3 separate regions of the Mus musculus genome follow, and all the other regions are linked to region 3. A link is a contact called in public promoter capture Hi-C data. All regions are on one chromosome and are shown on one strand. Each heading gives the region's core, a stretch centred on a gene start, on an enhancer-like site or on the middle of the called end of the contact. The rest is flanking DNA. Distances are from core to core; before and after follow the strand shown. Region 1 holds the start of Chst5 (carbohydrate (N-acetylglucosamine 6-O) sulfotransferase 5). Region 2 holds the start of Atmin (ATM interactor). Region 3 holds the start of 4933408N05Rik (RIKEN cDNA 4933408N05 gene).

Evidence for each region. Promoter capture Hi-C pulls out the DNA fragments that hold promoters and counts their contacts.
Region 1: a contact with region 3 is called in a promoter capture Hi-C map of hippocampal neurons, with 5 times the contacts expected there. The contact joins the promoter of Chst5 here to the promoter of 4933408N05Rik in region 3. A contact is called at or near these places in 2 of 39 promoter capture datasets (cranial neural crest and hippocampal neurons).
Region 2: a promoter capture Hi-C map of liver shows a contact between it and region 3, with 3 times the contacts expected there. The contact joins the promoter of Atmin here to the promoter of 4933408N05Rik in region 3. A contact is called at or near these places in 2 of 39 promoter capture datasets (hippocampal neurons and liver).

What each region holds. Positions count from the first base shown.
Region 1 is chr8:111,908,945-111,912,920 of GRCm38.p6, forward strand. Chst5 (carbohydrate (N-acetylglucosamine 6-O) sulfotransferase 5) reads right to left here and starts at 1,255. Exons shown (of 2, transcript NM_019950.2): 1 at 1,188-1,255. Tmem231 (transmembrane protein 231) reads right to left here. Exons shown (of 7, transcript NM_001033321.2): 7 at 3,063-3,976.
Region 2 is chr8:116,941,761-116,945,151 of GRCm38.p6, forward strand. Atmin (ATM interactor) reads left to right here and starts at 1,633. Exons shown (of 4, transcript NM_177700.4): 1 at 1,633-1,990. The coding sequence starts at 1,667. It also overlaps a transcript of Cmc2 not described here.
Region 3 is chr8:114,349,606-114,353,248 of GRCm38.p6, forward strand. It overlaps 4933408N05Rik (RIKEN cDNA 4933408N05 gene), which reads right to left and starts at 1,873. Exons shown (of 3, transcript NR_045831.2): 1 at 789-1,873. The region is part of intron 7 of Vat1l (vesicle amine transport protein 1 like); the gene reads left to right.

The DNA.
Region 1 (3,976 bases), core at 5-2,504, 2.4 Mb before region 3:
ACGCCTTTAATCCCAGCACTCGGAAGGCAGAGGCAGGTGGATTTCTGAGTTCGAGGCCAGCCTGGTCTACAAAGTGAGTTCCAGGAAAGCCAGGGCTACACAGAGAAACCCTGTCTCAAAAAAAAAAAAAAAAAAAAAAAAAAAAAAAAAAAAAGACAGCATTTGGTGTATTTAGCTAAGAGCATGGCAACACAGTCCTGTAATCCCAGAATTTATGAGTTGGAGGCCAGGCCACCCTGGGCTACAGTGACAGCCTGGACCGTACCAAGTAATCAGGCCTCAAATCCCAGAACCCTTAAGCCCTCCTTCCGAAGTGTGGGGGGAATTGAATTTGTTTCCCCTTCCTGCTATGTATTAGGAGGAAAGAGAAAGGAACATTTTTTGGGGTGCGCACAGCACATACTGCGGCCAAGAAAACCCACTGCTGTGTCCAAGACTGAACATCGAAAAGCCAAGCCACTAGACCCAAATTCTAGATCTGGTTGCAAACTAATTTTTTTCTTCAGCATTCTGTGACAAAGCTCTTGAGCAAGCTTAAAATGATGCACTACTAGTGGATGGGAGAGGGAAAGGAGGGGTGAAGCCCCTGGCGGACTGACCATTTCCAAGAGCCCTGCGAACCATAACTTGTCACTATGACACACATTATACACAATTCACTCTCGCCACCAAGCCTGGCTAAGCTGTCAGACCGGTGAGCTACGAGAGCTGCGTCTCCAGTTCAGTCCAAATCCCTCCTTGAAATGGAACATCCCACCTGGAGACCTGATTACTCATCTATACCCGAAAGCTTGGAGTTTGCCCACGAACTGGCCCTGCCGCCCAGAGGAGAACCGCTCTCTCCCCAGGCTCAACAAAGACTCCTAGGACTGGTCCCTTCCGATTTCTACCCCACAAGCAGTCCTTCTTCCCTGGGAATCCACGGGGACAGACTCCGTTCTTACGATCCCACAGCGAAGAAGGGACATCCAGTGACATCGGCCCGGGAATCTAGAGGGCACCGATGGGGTACTAACATATAAGAAACACTTGGAGAAAACCAGATAGGAATCCCGGAAGAGCAGTAAGAACGAGATGTTGGGGTGCAGGAGTCCTTAGTTATCCTTAACCTTAGTTATCACGAAGACCCGGGCCCCCCACCCTGGAGCAGGCACCCCGTCCCCTCCCCCGTCCCGGCCCCGCTCTACCTGCGCTGCCCGCTGCGCTTCTGCGCTGCGCACCCAGGGCGCACACAAAGAGCCGCTCAGTCGGTGGTGGCTCTTTGCCTGGGGCCGCCGGCGGGAGCCAGGGCGGGATCGGAGCAAGGAGGCAGCCAGTTGGCCTAGGGCTCCTCTATCCTTCCCAGGCGTGACCGTGGTGGGCCACGCCCGGGGGCGGGGGAGGGGGGCGAGGGCAGGAAGGTGGAGGACACAGGTGGGCTCCCGGAACACTGACCGCCCCCCACGGGGTGGGGTGGATGGATCATCAAGCCTGCTGGCAGAGCCACCGCTCGGCCCCACTAATGGACCGAAAATATCTGTCCCGAGGGAAGAAGCTTCCAGAGGACAAAAGGCCCTTGTGCAGGAAATTGAATCTTTATCTTGCCCCCTCCTCTGAGGGTGGCATCTTTGCAACTATCCAAACAGACACCTTGATGCCAGGGGGACCAGGATGCCTCCTAAACAACAGCGGAGTCGGGAGGGGCCGAGGGAACAGGTAGTTTTTGCAGCTGCCATCCCCTTCGGGTACACGCCTCTACCCAGAGGTGCAGGTCCAGATAAACACTGGACACATCGCAGAAAAGAGATTTCTCCTCTTAACAAGTAATAGGGCAGAGCCCAAGCATATGCAGAAGGCAGGGCTTTGTGGGAGATTTGTAAATCCGTGGTGGGGGTTCAAGTCCCTTCTGGGAGCCTTTCCGGGCTTGCGGCTTGGCAAGATAAAATTAGGATCCTTAACCATGACCATGAGTTTTCTGAGCTAGTAACTTCTTTCTGAATCTATCTTAAGGAAATAAACCAACAATGAAGATTTATATATAACTTTCAAAGAAGTGGTATTTACCACAGGGGGCGGGGAAGCTACAATGAGCACAAAAATAAATAAACAAATAAATAAATAAATAGCTGCATTCTAAGAGAATGCTGTCTACTAACTTCTGGGTAAAGTTAGATGGCGGTTACTTTCTTCAGAGCTGGGTGGTAGCAGCACAGGCCTTTAATTCCAGCACACGGGATGTGAAAGTGGGTCTCTGAGTTCGAGGTCAGCCTGGTCTACAGAGTGAGTGCCAGGACAACCAGGGCTACAGAGAAACCCTGTTTTGAAAAGTAAAACAAAAATTTAAAGTCAGGTTTGGTGAATCATTCCTGTAATTAATTCCAGCACTTGAGAAACTGAGGCAGAAGGATTACCTGAAGTGTAAGACCACCCTGGGTTACATTCCAAGACCCTGTTTCCATAACATTAAATAAGTTTAATCGAGGCTCGTGAGATTTACATATTTTCTCCAGGAGACACTTTTAGAATTTACCTGGCCAAAAATGTACAAAACTTACTTTGAAATGCATGAATGTGAAGAAGTGGGGGGGGGGGGGGAGAAATGAACAGAGTAGGGGGGACCCAGGCCTCACCTCACTCAAACAGAATCTGAACGGATCAAGTGACAAAATCAGACCTTTCCCCATCCACCTTCCCGGGATGAGTAATCAACTCAGACTCTGGGTTAGAGCTCAGCTGCAATTCTGTATATATTTCCACTATTTTTCCTTTTGCCATTCTGTGCCAAGTAGGCTTAGAACCACCCAACATCTGATCTGAAAAGCTGATACTCACCAAACACAGTTGTAAGTTTCCAGCCTGAGCCTCCCACTTGCCATATGGATTCCAATGAAAAAAAATCTTCTGTTACTAGGGGACTTTTGCCAAAGACCTAACAAAAGCGCCAGCGTCTTTAGGCAGGGCACTGGCAGAGGACGGCTATTAAAGTCAGTCAGTCAGAACCACGGGGAAGCTCTTCTCTCCCTATTCTCCACCGTCACCACCCCACACACACCCAGGGTCCCTGCCGTTCAGAAGCCAAGGGAAACGTTCTTTTGGAATATTTTAATTAGAAAGTTATAAAACATCATTGAGTTCTCAGTACAATTTTTGCACAGGATAGTTTAATTTAATGCAAAGTATCTTTGGTCATCTTTCTGTGTCTTGCTATCTTTTTTCCATACAATATACTTCTGATCATGCCCCAACCCCATTTCCTTATTTTATTGAGATAGGGTCTCAAGTGTCCCCGGCTGGGCTCTAACTCAAGGATGATCCTGAATTTCTCTGCTCCTGCCTCCACCCACAATGCACCGGGGTTATAGGCTTGCACCACCATAAAGGTTTATGTGTAGCTGGGGATGGAACACAGGGCTCCAAGTGTGCCAGGCAAGCGCTCTTCCAACTGAGCCACATCTCATAACCTTTTTGAAATTGAAATCAGAGACCATTTTTTTCATGTATATCTTCAGAAAAAAAAAAAAACCCCACTCAGGCACATAATCAGCTGTGTTAAGTCGGAGAAACTAGTACCAGAGAGTTTTTCTCCCTGAATACTCAAAATAGCTTTATTTTCAAAATTCTTACTTTGCTCAGCCTGACAGAAGGATGTCTCCAAGGTAAACTGAGGCACGTGGTGAGGAGTGTTTGTGGTTAGACCTGGAGGCATGGGGGATGGGGTAGGGAAGTCCTTTCAGGGCAGGGCTAATGATGTGGCAGAGTTTTTTAGGAGAGCACACTTGCTAGGGGAAGGAACGGGGCCAAATAACAGTTTTGGATGCAGAGTAGATGTCTTTGTAGATACATACCTCTATAGATTACAGGGCTATCTGGCTAGGCTTCTTGTCACTCCTTTAATGGCCAGGCTGGCTTAGATGCTCTGCTCAGCCTCTTTCCTCACCCTCCTCATGCCTTCCCCCAGAGCCTCCCCTCTGTTAAGTACTCTGTTCCTTAATCAAGG
Region 2 (3,391 bases), core at 383-2,882, 2.6 Mb after region 3:
ATATCAGGCTGCAGGCAAGGGTATTTTCAGGCTGAAGGGTATTTTCTTAATTAGTGATTGATGAGAGAGATGGTCCCATCCCTGGGCTGGTGATCCTGGGTTCTATAAGAAAGCAGGCTGAGCAAGCCAGTAAGCAGCGCCCCTCCATGGCCTCTGCATCAGTTCCTGTCTCCGGATCCCTACCCTGTTTGAGTTCCTGTCCTGACTTCCTCCAGTGATGGGCTACAATCTGGAAGTCTAAGCCAAATAAACCCTTTCCTCCCCCAACTTGCTTTTTGGTCACGGTGTTTTATCACAATAGAAACCCTAACTAAGGCTTAAAGACATTTCCTCCATACATACCTTTTTAAGGGGGAGGGGGGATGGTTTGATTTTATTTGTATGAGTGCTTTGTTTGCATCTGTGTATGTATACCACATTCGTGCCTGGGAACTGGAGTTATGGATGGTTGTAAACCACCATTTGGGTGCTTGGAATCAAACCTGTCTTGTGTAAGAACATTAAGTGCTCTTAACCACAGAGCCATCCCCCTAGCCCCACTAGCTCCCTTTGACCACTCTCCCGACCAGTCAGTCACATACAAAGAAGTCATTCTGCCCACAAGGTTCATGAGTGGCTGAATGGGAACTGCCGAAGCCCTTGCACTTGCTGGGGTATTTATTCTACTTCGTAACTCTCCCTGGTACAGTTGGCAGGAATCTGGACCTGGAATCTGAACAAGAAAGCCTAGCGTCATGCTGAACAATTCTCAAAAATGCCTGCTTCAGAATTCCTGGAGTCTGAGTATGTCCCCAAGGCAAAGGGACTCTGCAGTTGAGCCCATTGGCCCTGTGATACCCAGGTCCAATGTAGTAGGTGGCATGATGACGATAGATGTCGGTTATGAAATGTGACAGACTCAACTTCCCATTCCTGATTTTGGTGTAAAGGAAGGCCCATTGGCAAAGAAATGCAGGTGACCTCTAGACGCTGAAAAAGGCAAGATCCTTGGAAGAACAAGCCCAGCTGACACCTTGCTTTCAGCCGACTAGATCCACCTCAGACTCTTCCCTCTTCAGAGATAAGAGAGAATTAGTCTGTGGGGGCTGGGCTGTAGCTCAGCTGGCAGAGTACACGTCTAAGGCACTGGGTTCAATCTTTAACGCTACCACTAGGCTTAGTAAAACCCCAGGAGTATGGAGGTAGTGGTAAGAGAATAAGGAGTTCAAGGACTCCTTGATTATATGGGGATTCTGAGGCCAGGCGGGGCCTCAAAGAATAAGATAAGTTTGTTTTGTTTTGTTTTTAGTGTGCTACCGATCAAATCCAGGGCCTTAAGCATGCTAATCAAATAGTCTACAATATAAAATTTATTCCTAATAACAATAAATCAACGGTCAAAAAAAAAAGGTTAAACCTGAAAGCATCTCTTTCTCTTCTATCCAGCTGTTGCCTGAGCTCAGGTCCCTAGGAAGTAGAAAGTGTGGGTTCATGGAACCTATCCAATTCACCTGTTCTCCCAGCACATGGGACTTCAACCTCCAACACGCGCTCGCCGCGGCCGGCGGGCGGCGCTGCGGCCACCGACCGGCCGGATGCTAATGAGCCCGGAGGCCCCGCCCCCTGCCGGAAGTGGCTGCGGCGGGGGCGGGCACTGCGAGAGGGGCCTGGCGGCCGTGCGGGAGCCATGGCGGCCACGGAGGCGGCGGCGGCCGATTCTGCGGGTCCGGCCCCGGGTGTCCCGGCCACGCCGGCGAGCACGCGGGGAGCCGCCGCCGCCTCTAGCCCGTGGAGGCCGCCCGAGTCGCGACTGCAAGGCAGCCGGCCGAGACCGGCCAGGGCTCGGGCCGCGGCCCCGGTGCCACCGGCCCGGGAGCTGATCCAGCCGACTGTGAGCGAGCTGTCCCGGGCTGTGCGCACCAATATTCTGTGCACCGTGCGCGGCTGCGGCAAGATCCTGCCCAACAGCCCTGCGCTCAACATGCACCTCGTCAAGAGCCACCGACTGCAGGTGAGCGGGCCGCGGCGGGGACGCGGGCGCGGGGTGTGCGGGGTTTGCGCCGTGCCCTGCCACCTGCGCCCGACCGACCGAGCACGGCGAGAGCGCGGGGGAGCGCGCACAACGCACCGGGCAAGCAGCTTCTCGGTGGCGTGCCCACAACACCTCGGGGAGCCTGCCTGTTTACTCAGGTTCCAAGGATGAGCGACAGGTGATGTCGCCAAGGCACCCAGATGCAACCCCGCAGGCTTTCCGCCCCTCCCACGAAACTGCCGGTGGGTCCTACCTGGTCACTCAAAAGCGGCTGCGGGTTGGGTTGGACTCTGGGCACTTGAGCTGCAAGTTTCACGAGGCTGCTGAGATCAACTCTGCGCAGGAAGGAGAGGGGAGGGAGGTTTCTCCCGTGGATCTGTAAGGAGGAGGTTCACCGGTAGCTGGTATGACGGATGTCTGACCAAGACCTCTCCGTGTTACATAAATGGGGACGGTGGCTTTCAAACCCATGGTATACTCTGGAAGCTTGGGGGAGGAAATCAGATGTTAGGGCCCCCATGCCAGACCTGTTAAGTCACAGCTGCTCAGCTTTTACAGTAGAAAGCTTCCTTTCACCGTCAGATCTCAGTGCCCCCAGTGCTCCAACTGGAAAACGCAAGTCACTGAAAGCAGTTTTGTGCGCCTTTCCCCTGGTCAGATTTGAGTCATTACTTGGAGGGTTGCAGGATCTCTCTGACCTGCAGGTGAATTCACCGTGGGCATCCCCCACCCCCACCCCTGAGAACTCCCCAACTGTAACTTTTAGGTTTTACTCTGTAGTAAGGCCAATAAGTGTAGTAAGGCCAACAAAAGGCAACAGTGATGTCAGGGAAAGGTCAGTCAGGAAATGTCAGCAGGGGCAAGCTGAGGAAGTTCTGTGTAAAGGTTTGAGCCTCGTTCCAGAACACAACTCACTACAGGCTCCAACCTGAAGCTTCCTCTTTCATCCTAAATGTTAAATTCTCTCTTTCTCTCACCATGATTTAGGGGGGTGGAGAGTGAGTGTGCCTGTAATAATTCCATGGCCTAATCCCTCAGCTCCTTACAACTTGCATTCAACAACGGTCACCAGCCTTCAGTGTTGTCCCCCTTGCTGATAGGATAGTTCATGTCCTTGTATAGCCCAAACTATCCTCAAACTCACCATGTAGCTGAGGATAACCTTGAACTCTTGATCCTCCTGCCCTAAATGCTCCTGAAGTCTCCTAAATGCTGAGGCTGCCGGCATGCATCATCATGCCCATTTTTATTCAGTGCTTGGGACCAAACCCAGGTTTTCTAGGCAAGCACTCTTCTGGGCTCCAGCTTCAGCTCCAGCCCCGGGTGATTTCTGATCACAAAACAAAGCTGCTGCTCTGACCAAGGGCATCCTTGGTGTTG
Region 3 (3,643 bases), core at 623-3,122:
TTCAGGAATTTTGATATCTCCCTGTCTTAATCTTCTGGGATTAATTCATAGCCACTATGCCTCAAGATCTCCATGCTAAGATCCAGGTCAGAAACTTGTATCTCCCAGCCTCCAGGTTAGGCTCACTGGTGAGGCTTCCAATTCTGGATTGTAGTTCATTCCAGATGTAGATGGTAGACAACCAGGAATAGCCACTACAGACGCCAAAGCAGACGTCCTGGGGGAATTCATTCAGCTTCCCACCTGATCCATGGATAGAGCCCCTCTTCAATTAACCTCCCCCATCCTGTATACTCTGGCACCCCAGAGATGTCCCCCACCCCCAAAGACCATGTGCAGTTAGGGCAGGATTACATGCAGATGCTGAGAAGGGCATCTGGAATCTCAGGTGGTGGCCCAAAGCCCCCCCTTCTCTGAGGGAATGATGGTCTCTTGCAAGCAGGCACAAGCAATTCAATGAAGGCAGCGCCTGCTTTGCTCAGAGGCCAGTATTCTACAATAGGGGTGGGGGTGAAGACCTGACCTCTACAAAATAGAGGTGGTGAAAGAAAATGGCAAGGCTGGATAAGAATGGAGTATGACAAAATCGATGTAGAAAATATCAGAATAAAAGCAGTTCTTTGTGTGTGAAAGATAGTCAAAAACTGAAAATACATCTTATAAAGAAGTGATTTTTAAAAAAAAAAATATTAAAGCCAGGTGTCTTAGTCAGAGTTCTGCCACTGTGGAGAGAAACCATGACCACGGCAACTCTTATGAAGGAAAGCACTTAAATGGGGCCTGCTTACAGTTTCAGAGGTGTAGTCCATTGTGGTCATAGGAGGTAGCGTGGTGACATATAAGCAGCCGTGGTGCTAGAGAAGACCCTCAGAGTTCTACAGCCAGATCCACAGGCAGTAGGAAGAAAAAGATGCTGGGCCTAACTTGGGTCCTTGAGCCCTCAGAACCTACCTCCATTGACACACTTCCTCCAACATCTCCTAATCCTTTCAAATGGTGGCATGCCCTGGTGACCAGGTTTTAAAATCCACAAGTCGGGGGGGGGGGGCATTCCTATTCAAACCACCACACCAGGCACTCAATAATGCAAGTACAATGTCAGTTTGAGCAACACAGAACCCTGTTACACAGACACATCTCGCACACACACACACAAGAGCACTTTCCCCCAAGAACCTTTGTCTCTATACTTTCTGAAAACATAGACCATATATATATATGTATATATATATGTATATATATATGTATATATATATATATGTATATATATGTGTATATATATGTATATATATACATATATATGTGTGTGTATGTATGTGTGTGTATATATACATATATATGTATGTATATATACATATACATATACATATACATATACATATACATATACATATACGCCCTCAGAGGCAGCCGCTGGAGCCGGAGCTGGAGCTAGTTGTTAGCTACTGGATGCTGGAGTGAGGAACCAAATTCAGATGCTTTGCAAATTCAGCAAGCACTCTTCATTGCTAAGCAATCTCTCTAGGCCCCACAAACAGCTGTTAACACTGCTTAGAGTAGCTAAGGCTCGCTTCTTATTAATCTGGAGGAATTGCTGCCTGACTTCCTAACAATTCCTACCAAACTCTTGGCTGTGCGAAATTTCCCAAACCTGTTCTCTTCCTCGTGGCTCTAGAGGGCCACCAGCTCTATTATCCACCAGCCACGCTTTTACACGAAGTCTGCTCTGACCACCTATGAATCCCAGTTTAGGACCAGTGTTCAATCTGACAAGGCTCTGCCAACACATCGCCCAGTTGCTGGAAGACAGTGTCTCCTTCGACTGTACCCTTGGATTCCCTATATATTAAGGTTTGTTTGGTCTTGATACCATGGCAACATAGAACCCAGGCTAATAGATATTCCTCGGTGGTTAAAAGAAAAAATAACTGATAGGCAAGCAGAAAAGATGCAAAGGAAACCTTTTCTTTTCTTTTCTTTTCTTTTTTTTTTTTTAAGGGTTGGAACTTTCCCGTTTCCCCTTCATGTCCCTGCCAATGGTCAGGGATAATTAAAAATTAGACCTTGGAGTCACACAGATGCTGACAAGGGCAACATAAGGCTGATGAGACCATCTGTTTCCAGCACTAATGGAAACAAATGGCAATAAACCAAATTACTCAGATTTCATCTCTCCCTGACAGGCTCTTCCAAAACACAGATCACTGTGCAGAATCCTTTCCACCACTTGGGGGAATTGTCTGACTACCCAAAATGATCCTAAAGACAGGGTCTAGTTGTACACCTCAGATCTTGTCAGCTCCTCCCCTCAAGCATCCCTCACTTCCTGTCCTCACTGGACTCCGAATTTCTTCACCTGTCAACATTGCCCTCAGGAAAGTCTTCCTGATTCCCTCACCGCACCTCACTACTCCTCACAGAGCCGCCCCTGCATGCTTCAACGGTGCCCCCCACCCCCTCCAGGAAGCAAGGCGCCACCCCCACTCCCATTTCCCTGACTGAGCCACCTACTCCTCTTCAGAACTCAGGTCTGACCGTACACAGCTTCTCTTCCGGAAACGCCTCTCCACTCCTGAAACCCCAGCGCGGAACGCCACTTTTCTCCAAATTGAGTCATTTCCTCCCCTGGGCTCCCACGCCTCTTCACTCATTCTGAGAACGTAGCTCTTCCCACACTCTCTGGGAATTGACTGTCTCGTTGGCCCCCTCCCTCCTCTCCCAGCCTGTAGGCTTTTCCAGGGTATGCTGCTGTTGCAAGCATTCATCTGTGCTTGCTGCCTGGCAGAGAGCTGGTTGAAGTTTATACCTTGGCCAAGGTGGACTGGTTGACGGAAAAGGCACATCTTTCTCTGGGGAGATGGGAATAACACATCTCTAAGCCTTGGCTGTGTAAGGAGCCCAAATCCTTTATAACATCATCATCACAATCTGACAGCGTGGATAAGAACTTGGGTACTCAAGTCCTTGTTATAGTCGTTGCTTGGGAAGAATGACCGAAGCTCACATTTTATAAACCTTTTGGAATGTTTAAATCACATTCAAAAGCATCAGTAATGGAATATTGATACCCTTGTTCCCACAGTGATGAACACTTATGCCTCCTTCCTTTACAGTCCCTAGTAGTTAAGATAAGTCTCAGGTATTGATATTAATCTGTATGCATATATTTATTATTATTATTATTATTATTATTAATTATCACGTGTGTGTAAAAGAGAAAAAGTGAGAGAAAGAGGGAAGAAAGGAGAGGAGAGGGAGGGAAGGAGAGAAAGGAAGAGAAAGAGAATGGTGTGTGTGTGCGCGCGCGCACATGCACTACATACGTAAAGGTCAGAAGACAACTCCTCCCACCATGAGACAAATTTGGGGAACTGAATTTGGGTTTCCAGGCCTATGCAACAAGCACTTTTACCCACTGAGCCATCTCGCTGGACCCCAAATGTACCTATTTTATCAGTGTTTTAGGCTGAACTCACAGCTCTTCTCTCTGCCACATCAACAACCATAGGCGGATTCACCTCCCTGGTTCCCATTCTCTATGTATGCAAAGTAAGGGCAGTTCTGCTCCTTCATTCACCCGGCTCTACTGTGCAGCAAATGCACTGCTTTGTGGCCAACACCTGACTCTTATAGAATGCTCCTT